Linked DNA regions of Mus musculus: region 1 is linked to region 2. Evidence: chromatin contacts called from public HiChIP or PLAC-seq data. All regions are on one chromosome and are shown on one strand. The core of a region is the stretch at or near the end of the contact, and the rest is flanking DNA. Distances in the headings are between cores, read along the strand shown. Region 1 holds the start of Tmem30b (transmembrane protein 30B). Region 2 overlaps Prkch (protein kinase C, eta).

The links. HiChIP or PLAC-seq counts read pairs in DNA pulled down with a chosen protein or histone mark.
Region 1: a CTCF HiChIP or PLAC-seq map of CD8 T cells shows a contact between it and region 2, with 5 read pairs. The contact joins the promoter of Tmem30b here to the enhancer-like site in region 2. A contact is called at or near these places in 2 of 39 promoter capture datasets (the C10 cell line and liver), 2 of 15 datasets of contacts at CTCF or cohesin (CD8 T cells and large pre-B cells), 1 of 484 Hi-C or Micro-C datasets (bone marrow-derived macrophages) and 4 of 115 datasets of contacts at active chromatin or transcription factors (embryonic stem cells, microglia and thymic regulatory T cells).

The regions. Positions count from the first base shown.
Region 1 is chr12:73,544,252-73,549,207 of GRCm38.p6, reverse strand. It overlaps Tmem30b (transmembrane protein 30B), which reads left to right and starts at 2,813. Exons shown (of 1, transcript NM_178715.3): 1 at 2,813-4,956. The coding sequence starts at 2,869. The coding sequence ends at 3,930. It overlaps 2210039B01Rik (RIKEN cDNA 2210039B01 gene), which reads right to left and starts at 725. Exons shown (of 4, transcript NR_044985.1): 1 at 637-725; 2 at 67-139.
Region 2 is chr12:73,713,093-73,718,489 of GRCm38.p6, reverse strand. All of the region lies in intron 9 of Prkch (protein kinase C, eta), which reads right to left. Among named protein-coding and RNA genes, the nearest start is that of Gm34189, 66 kb to the left of the region's middle. Within about 2 kb of position 2,444, at least 86 of the 459 cell types and tissues checked have an H3K27ac peak or open chromatin away from gene starts, as enhancers often do. A contact at or near this core is called in CD8 T cells, bone marrow-derived macrophages and thymic regulatory T cells, where this site is marked.

The DNA of each region.
Region 1 (4,956 bases), core at 1,564-4,063, 170 kb after region 2:
CTCCAGAATTTGGACTCAAATCTTGTGGGTGGCCGAAGCCATCAGAAACAAATGATCATTACGTACCTTAAGAGAGTCAGCTCCGCAGCTCAGTCCGGAACGGCCACGTTCCCCAGAAGCGAGCTCATTTATACCATTCCTGTGGTTTCGGCACAAAATAAACAAGTAAAAGAAATAAAAAGTAAAAGACAAGGAAACGTGACAGGTCCTGGGTACAGTGAAGGAGGTTTATTATAGTTATATGGGAGAGCACAGGCAGGGGCAGCAATCTCTGGGAAAGGCCAGAGTGGCCATAACCAGACTGAGCTGTGCCTTGTGAGGAGAGGGGGAGGAGAGAGGAGAGAGGGGAACCAGGTACAGCAGCCAGGAGGACCAAAGGTTCAAAGAGAGTGGGTAACCCAAATGGTTGGATTATATAGGAGAGAGCAACCCAACCCCCTAGATGGAGAGTTCAGGATAAGGAGTGGGATACAGCAGCCAGGAGGGCCCTGGACCAGGTAGGGACTGCAGAACTGCGGGGAGAACCTGGTGGCCAGGTCTGTGTTGCTATGTTAAATGGGCACCTGTCTGCCTTGTCCTGGGCTGGAGACCTAACACATCCGGCTTGACCTTTCTGTTGTGTTTAATCCTACTGACCGTTTTATGCTCTGAAACCTCCACCTCTTTCTGCTCTGGCTTCCCTATCCGTGAACGAGTGTGCTGCTGCCTTTACACCATCCGGGAAAGCTCTGAGTTCCCCGTGTGAGCTTGCAGGGTGTGGTGGCCGTGTGACTGTAGACTTAAGATCCATTAGATAAAGTCGTGAGAACTGGACTCCTTCCTGCAGCCAGGATCACACAGAAGGGTGAATCAATGACATGGGGTGGGTGGAAGTCTCCAGAAGGGTAAAGAGATCTGTCTATTCTTTTATTAAAAGATTAAAAGTGTTAGGGAAACTTTTTGACCCTTTGGGATTCGCTTTTGTGGGGTAGAGGAATAAAGGTAGAAGTGAGGACAGCTGTAGCATTCTCTAAGTTAGCACTTCCAAGCCATAGTCAGTCAATGGAACAAAATCAACCTAACGTCACTCTCATCCACATGTGATGTGACCACATGCCAGCTACTGGCTATTCTGTTCTTATTCCTATGTACTACGTGCCTGCCTCAGGTTTCTATTCCTGTGATAAAATACCAGGACAGAAAGCAACTTGAGAAGGAAGGGCTTATTTCAGACTACACTTCCACACCGCAGTCCATCATCAAAGAACTCAGGGAAGGAACCCGGAGGCGGGAACTGAAGCAGAAGTCATGGAGGAACACTGGCTTGCTCAGCATGCCCTCATCCCTTCTCCATGACCTCCCCGCCCAGTGGGGGCTCCGCCCACCGGGGGCCCCGCCCACATCAATCATCAAACAGAACAACACCCCTCCGGCTTGCCCACATCTTCTCCATGTGGTTCCTTCTTCTCAGATAACTCTAGTACAAACAAACAAACAAATAACAGCCGGAGAGTGCCTTATTAGACTACTAAGATTCCAGTTTGGCCTAATTGCCATTTCTTCTACATTGTTCGGCACAGGGCTGAAGACTTGGAAGACAACATTAAAAATATTTCCAACAGCTCTTAGTTTTCCAAGTCTCTTTGGATTTGGATAAACGGGTATGCACGAATAACAGAGAAAGCACTTAAGCTATTCACACTGTATGAGCTGCAGGAGTGTACTTCTGTACCTAAGGAAGATTCCATGCATAGCCCCCTGTGCCCTTGTGTATTCTAACCAACCCCGAGACAAACAAAAACAACAAACAAACCAGCCCCAAGGCCCAGGCTGGTTGGAGTTTTCATACAGCCTATACATCCTTCTAGTTCAACTAGGACCAAACACGCAAATGTCCTTGGCTGTGGATATCAGCGAGGCCCTCCAGGGCCTTGGGTCGGGCCTTTCTCTAATCAAGAAGATCTGAAAAGAACATCACATTCAGGCCACAGCATTTTTTTTTCTCATTGGTGGTTCCTCCCACCAGCTAGAGAAGACATTCAAAGGCTGCAAACTCTCCCAGTCATTGATTCTTAATAAATCATTTTATTTTTACAGAACTTTTCACCTTTTGTAGTTATTAAACCAGACTGGAGCATTTGGCTAGGAACTAATCCCCCCCTTACATAAAAAGGGGAGAATAAGAACTCCACGTTGAAATTGATACAGCTACCACAATGTAACTCCCAGGGCACTGTATTTTGTGCTTGAAAACTAAGTGAAACCCTACTTAAGACTCACCCTTTTCCTTAAATAACGAGGATTAACAGCCTTAACGAGGTAATAAATAATCAAGCCAACAGAACCCCACCCTGGAGCAAGCTCTGGGGTGGAACTTTCTTGTTTAAGTCAGGCTTGTGATCTGGGGAAAGTTGCTCGGGCCCTGTGGAAGGAGACAGGAACCTGACCAAAGAGATGACCCACTCTGAGCCCATCACTTGCCCACGGAGGAGCGGGAGAGCTGGGAGGAGGAGGGGAGGAGAAGTGGGAGGAGGGAGAGAAGGAGGAATAGAGAGGAGGAGGAGTCAGACAGGGAGGATCGAAGGGCCAGAGCCTGGTGTGGTGAGGAGCCTCGCCCTGCTCACCTGGGAAGGGCGCCATGCAGGGGCGGAGCCAGTCCCAGGTCACCTGGGCGGTGGCGGAACTGAGCAGTCCCGGGGCAGAGGCAGCGCGCCCCGCAATCGGCCTCACCTGCGTGGGGGGCGGGGCTGGCGCACCTGCGCGGGCGGGCGGGCTGGGGGCGGGGCCGGGGAGCAGCCGTCGAGCTGAGCAGGCGAGCGGAGGCGGGAGGCTCGCCGCTGATCCTGGGTTGAGAGTCGGCGGCCGCAGGCCCCGGCTGAGATCCCCGCCATGACCTGGAGCGCCACGGCGCGGGGCGCGCACCAGCCCGACAACACCGCCTTCACTCAGCAGCGCCTCCCCGCCTGGCAGCCGCTGCTGTCGGCGGGCATCGCGCTGCCGCTCTTCTTCTGCGCCGGCCTGGCGTTCATCGGCCTGGGCCTGGGCCTCTTCTACTCCTCCAACGGCATCAAGGAGCTGGAGTACGACTACACCGGCAACCCCGGCACCGGCGATTGCTCGGTGTGCGCCGCCAAGGGCCAGGGCCGCGCTCCGCCGCCCGGCTGCGCTTGCTCCTGGAGCTTTACGCTGCCCGAGCTCTTCCCGGGCCCCGTGTACCTCTACTACGAGCTGTCCAACTTCTACCAGAACAACCGGCGCTACGGCGTGTCCCGCGACGACGCGCAGCTCAGCGGCCTGGCCAGCGCGCTGCGCCACCCGGCCAACGAGTGCGCCCCCTACCAGTTCCGCTCCGACGGTCTGCCTATCGCACCGTGCGGCGCCATCGCCAACAGCCTCTTCAACGACTCCTTCTCGCTCTGGCACCAGCGCCAGCCCTCGGACCCCTTCGTCGAGGTGCCGCTCGATCGCACCGCCATCGCCTGGTGGACCGACTACCACGTCAAGTTCCGCAACCCGCCGCTGGTGAACGGCAGCCTGGCGCTGGCCTTCCGCGGCACGGCGCCGCCGCCCAACTGGCACCGGCCGGTTTATGAGCTCAGCCCGGATCCCAACAACACCGGCTTCATCAACCAGGACTTCGTGGTGTGGATGCGCACCGCGGCGCTGCCCACGTTCCGCAAGCTCTATGCGCGCATCCGCCAGGGCAACTACTCCGCCGGTCTGCCCCGGGGCACCTACCGTGTCAACATCACCTACAACTACCCGGTGCGCGCCTTCGGCGGCCACAAGCTCATCATTCTTAGCAACATCTCTTGGATGGGTGGCAAGAACCCTTTCCTGGGCATCGCCTACCTGGTCGTTGGCTCCCTCTGCATCGTCATGGGCTTTGTCATGCTGGTCGTCTACATTCGCTACCAGGACCAGGACGACGACGACAACGATGATGAGTGATCCTGCTTCCCAAGAAACCCTGCCTGCTTCTTGGCCAAGCCGCTTTTAGCGGTGGCCTTTGTTCCTAACACAACTTCAGGCCCACAGATCTGTTGTGGAAGATGGGCCTGGTGAAGGGAATTACCCGCCACGGGACTGTTCTCAGGTTCTGGACTGCAGAGTGACACATCTTGCCATTTTCCCCATCTTCTCCATGGCTTACCGACTTGACACGCCAGGTCCTTAAGATTCCTGGATTGGAACTCATTAAGACCAACAGCCAGGATCCCGATTTTGAGCCTAAACTTTTGTTCCTTCCTCTAGGCACACCTCCCTCCGCTTTCTGGGAGGGAGATATCAGATGGGGCGGGGAAGTGTTGGGATGGCAAATGATACCCGCTGATTGCCCGCAGAGGCACAGAGGAGCAGGGAAAGCATATTGGTTAAGATTTAAGTCGATGACGAGGCACCAGGCCCCTCAGGTTCTGACACAGTAAGGCCAGGATGAGCAAGCTTCTCTGGAATCCTTGTGCCCTTGAATTGGAATCTTGAGCCAGGTTGGGCCTGAAGTACTCACCTGAATTCAGTTTTACCTGTAATAATTTGTTCCCGTGAACGGTGGCAATCATAGTGCTCCTGTTTGGTCCTAAACACATAGGAAGGAAGCTGGCAATTTGTGGAATGAGCAAGAAAACTTGCTAGGTCTAGGAAAGTGCAGATCTGCAGGGCAGAAGTGCGTCATTAAATGTAAAAGCAAACTTAAGAAGACGCCGTGTAAAAATCTGAAAACGCAAGAGCAGTCTGCATGGCTCAGGGGCAAGTGTTTTAACCTGAGAAACCCGACTGCAAATGATCTTAGTGGGAAGCAGTTTCCTTGCAACCCTGAGGGACCGAGTTTTGCCTTCTTTCTCAACACCCCACCCCCACCTTGAATCATGCTGAAGGGAATAATTTAACTCATTTGTATTATCTTCACAAAGAACTATCTTAAACCCAGTTTCAACTCTCAAATGAAACCCATTTCTACTGATCACGTTAAAGATTGAT
Region 2 (5,397 bases), core at 1,195-3,694:
AACTAACCACAAATGCCAGCCTTCAGCAAGGAATCATGAACACCTGAGGGAATAAAAGCAACTCAGAAATCCCTCGGTCCCCACGCCCTGTATTAGTTACAGGCACAGAGTTCAAGGAGCTGGTGCATGGCAATAATACAATTCCTGTCGTCACATGCCTCGGTTCCTGTCACCCACTGCCTGTGTCAGCTTTCTGCCCTGGCTCTCTGGCAACACATAGCCCCTGAGCGGGAGACACTTCTCAACATTCTCATTCTAGGTCGCTCCTGGGAGTTGAAACTGACACCCAACTAGATGAGGCAAGGCCTGGCTATGTAGCAGAGCTCCACTAAGATGGGACAAGTGACAAAATGATTCTATGACTGCAGGAAGACCACCTTCGGAGGTATCTGTTCAGGGCCACGCAGACAACTGTTGTGTCTCCAGCACACGACTGATTGGAACAAGGCTACGCTTCCTGAGTCTCTTTCCCAGAACATTCAAACTGAGATAAAGAATTTTAATCCAGTCTGAGCTGTGAGTTAGAACATGACTCCGAGAGCTGAAGCTGTCTCTGGCAGGAATACATGAAATTCTTTAGTGTAACAGAATGGTGCATGGATGGATGGATGGATGGATAGATGGACAGACAGATAGGTAAATGCAAGGTTAAGAATGAAGCAGGAAATATAGAGTGGAGCAGAAATAAGACCAGGGAGTGGGATTAGAAGACCTCACCAGGGTACCTTGTGTCAATTCCTAGCTTCGGGTACCACCATGCCTCTCATATTTGTGAATCTTTATCATTAGGTCCTTTCTTGTATAGCCTCAGGTAAGTTTTCTGTTACTTCCAGGAAAATTTTAAGTAAAATACATACAATTTTTTAAGGAGGGAGGAGCTTCCTGATTTAAAATCTAGGGCAAAATGCCTACAGCAACAGTGATTGTGGGATCATAGACAGAAGCAAGGGGCCGCAGAGTGCCAGGCCCTTTCAACAGAATCCTAACAAACAGAACTTATTAGGAGACGATAAAGAAGACATTGTGCCCAGTACCAAGTCCTTGGTATCTCTGTGATAATGCCTGAGCTGTGGACCCAAAATTCTCAATAGGTACAGGCAGCTTCTGCTGAACTTTATTCAAATTTTCTCTCTCTTCCTTTCTCTTTTTCCCTCCATCTCTTCCCTTCCCTTCTTTCAACTCACCTTGCAAAATGGAGGTGTCAAAATGACTAAATTCGAGTACTAACTCTGTTAAGCCAAGAGCTTTGACCAGTATTTGGCCTACAGAAAGTGCTCAAAACGTGATACCAACTATCACTATTATCACCCCTTTTGCATAATTCTCCACTACAGCTTCAGCCAACATGGCCCCAGGACTAGAACTGCAGCCCATCCAACAGTAACCCATTATATACAACACACAAGGGCCGGCAGACACACACACACACACACACACACACACACACACACACACACACAGGACACGGGGAGGAGGACAAGGAGAGAGACACACACACACACTGACACACACATATACACATGCATACATAGGGAGAGACAGACAGACGTAGACAGATAGACACACATATATGTACAGACACACAGACAGACAGCCCTGATACATAGCCAGTTTAAAGGCAACCCAAAGTCTAGCAGGTCCAAGGAAATGAGAGTCCCCCTAGCTCCACACCCAGCTGTTGAGCAGAAGCATTTCCTAATGCCACATGGCAATGACCTTGACCAGGTAAGGACTTTTCATTCTAGGAAGTATTTTTTAAGAGTCACAAAATTGTGTTGATAACCAAAATTATACCAAGCCAGCCCTCAGTTCCAGTCAGCTTCCCAGTTCTCTAGCACTGAATAAAGAGTCTGATTCTCAGCCTTCTGGATTTTTAAACATTATTCTCGCAAAACAAACGGGCTGCCTGGCAGACTGCAACACGCCAGCGTGGTAGTCCCTTTCCCTCTGTAGCACTTACTCACCCTTACAGCCACACTAAGAAGGAGTCTTCTTTGTTTAAAACTAGACTACATCATCATTTTGATTTACAAATAATGTTTCATTGGCAGACATGTTGTTTTGGGAATGAAACGTTTTGAATAAGAAACAGTCACGGCACATTGGCCACAGCGAAGATGGAGAAAAACAAAATCAAAGAACAGCAATTACATTTACGGTTATGAATAATTTAGATAGTGACTCGAGGCGCTGTTGAACTGGAAGGCCTATCTACGCTCATCAGACTCCAAGAGCTGCAGGGAAGTGTTTCTGTGTGAATAACGAGCCCCATATTGAAAGCTGCAGAGTGCTATTAAGAGCCTCTGGAAACAGACAGCACAGCGCTGAACGGTCTCCTAGGCCTCGCTGTTTCGTTACTTTTCGCTGACCACGTTGTCAGCTGGGTTAACAGACAGAGAGTTCGCATCAACAGGAAGCAGTTACTGACGTCAAAGAGGTCATGGTGGAAAGCACCCTTGTGAGGAAATTTGATTGCACCATGCCTGAACTGGAAACCACTTGAATTTAACCACATTAAGAACGATTGCAAAGGCTTCACAGCAGAAACAGTGAAATGGAGTCTAATGGTTTTGTTTTTCATCATTCTGCACACCACATAAGATGTTCATTCAAACACCTAGCAACCCTTGGGTCAAGCCTGGGGTCAAGGCATACCTTGTGTGGACAGACTCATCGTGGGTAAGGTTCTTAGGTCTCCAACGTTGCAAGCAAAGGTTTGGGAACTTGGACTCTGAACCTGGAGGAATTCACAACCCCCAAGGCAAGTGTGTCCTGGCGGCCAGAACTTGTAACAGCCTTGTCTTACAATGAACCCTGACCAGCCTATGTACCAGACAAGGGAAACAACTTGACAGGATCTAAGATCACCTAGATGACAAATTTGTGAGCAAATTTCTAGAATAAGTTAATTGGCATGGAAAGACCCTACAACATGGGTGCTGCCATCCTGTGGGCTGGGGTTCCCCAGCTGTATAAAAAGGGAGGGAGCAAGCTGAGTCCTAGTGTTCAACTCTGTCTCCTGATTATGGTTGTGACCTAACCAGCTGCTTCTAGTTCCAAAACAAACCCTTCCGTAAGTCACCTTCATCAGGTTGTTCATCACAGCAAGTGAGGGAGACAATAATGTCCCTCAGGTGAGGAAGGAAAGTTGGTAGAAATATACTAGAAAAGCTGTTCTGGGAGAGGACACTGTTAATTCTGTAGTAAAACTCCAGAGGGTGGTTGGAACAGAGAGATTGGCTCTGTAGTCGCTGCCAAAAACCCCCACCACTTTCTGCCCAATCCAAGACATACCTCCAAGTTCTTTGGTGACCCGACTCCCTACTAGTTGAGTCTCCTCTTGTGAATGCGCTTCTATGTCTCTTGTCTACCTGCTCGCCACCCATCTCTGCCCTCCTGCGGACCTCCCTTTGTAGCCCTCCTCTTCTCTGTCTCCACAGACAGGCAGCGAAGGATTTTGTATTCCAGCTTCTACCAGATCAAAAGGCCATGGAGCCCCACTCTCCTACCTGACCTGCTTTCTGGATTGCCCCCAGTGAAGGCCTTTACAGTCCATGCCAATCCACTCCTGGGATCACAGCCCTGGGCCAGGAGGTCAAAAGTCACTGGCTCAGCCTTCTCACCTACTCATCTGCCTCCTTCCTCTCCAGACAGCAACCTGAACCTGAGTGAATGTCTTAGGCTGTTCTCCAGTTGGAGGGCTTTTACTGACACCTTGGACGTCCACGGTTATGGCTAAACTCCTTAGCAAAGGTGTGAGACTGCTTCTTCAGCCTCTGCGTTTCCTCTCCTATCTCCTGCTGCATCTGGCCGTCTAGGTTTTCAGTGTCCCAGTGATTTGTTCTGTGCTCTGGCACTGCCGTCTTGTGTCTTAGACCATGGCCTCTCTCATAACCAAAGGCCTCCTTTTAGCCCCGCAGGTCAGGGTGGAGACAGCCCCTTCCTCTGCGAAGACTGTTCAAGCCCCTTCAAGATCATCTCCTGCCTTTTCCTACCACACTGCGATACCTTTAACTTCAGGTAGTTAAGATGTGGGCCCGCTATTTTCTTTTTGTATAGATTTTTAGTTCCTAGTCGTTAATTAGCCCCCATACACTAAACTGAAAACACAGAGCGAGCTCAAAAATATCATTCTGTCTTGAAGCAACATGTCTGTCCGGGCTGATGAGATCTGCTCTCACAGTCAGAGACCACTTGGTCTTGAAGATATGGTTTAACAATACCATGATTTGTTAAAAGGCAGGGTCTTATTGTGTAGACCTAGCTGGCTTTGAACGGACAGCACAAAGATCCACCTGCCTTTGCCTAAAGCCTGTATGCTCAGCCTCCATGTATGGCTGTTTTCAAGTGAGATGATGTTCCCATATATGGAAAACAAAAAGAAAAACTACAAGTTTTCTCAAAGCACACTCATGTTATCACTCGCAGATATTTCCATACCAGTTGGGAAATGCTTCCAAAGGTTTGATCATCCATTTCTGAAATCTAACCTTGTATACCCTGGACAAGAAAGTTGGGGTTCCGACTCACAGCGGGCCTCCCTGAGGCTTTCCAACAGTGGAGGCAGTGGCTTTCATAAAAAAAAAAAAAAAAAAAAAAAAAAAAAAAAAAAGCACCAGTTCGATGTTTTGTTGATAAAGTGAAAAGATGATCATTAAATATCAAAACAAGAGAAGCTATACACGCCTCCCACTCTGTGTTTGACACAATCCACTTAAAATACATTTAGTGAACTCATACTTGGCTCCTTGGAGACCTCTGCCTTGTTGTGCAGCAGAACTCTAGGCTAAAGAGAGCCAGCGGGGTATGAGCCAGGTCCTCACCCACACTGAACAAACCCTTGCTGTCACCCAGTTCAGGAGCCATGTAAGTCCCAGGAAGTGCCACAGAGCAGACACTGACAGTAATGACGGCCTTTCCAATCATACACATGCTTTTTATATTTTATAAAACATTTTATATATTTTTGCATGTGTTCACATGTGTGTGGGCAGGCTCATGCCGCGGAGCACATGTGGAGGTCAAAGGGCAACTTTGGAATCAGCTCTCCCCTTCTACCATGTGGGTTCCAGGACTCAGGTAGCTGGGCTTAGTGGTCAGTACCTTTACCCACTGAGCCATCTTGCTGGTTCATATACACTCTTACAAGGGCCCACTTCACTTTCCCTGTGAGAAACAGTCCTCTAGGCTGTGAGGCCAGACACTGAGGACATCACTGGACAGTCACGCAGGGCCACAGCGTCCAGCCAAGGCAGATTCCTCAGGGAATACATGGTACTAACTCAAGGGCACAACTGATACTGAATGAGTCTATACCTAGGATGCTGCTACAATGCACAGGGCAGCCCTCCAAGAGAGGCGTATCCCACCGTGTGTTAAAAGAGGGCCCATGACATG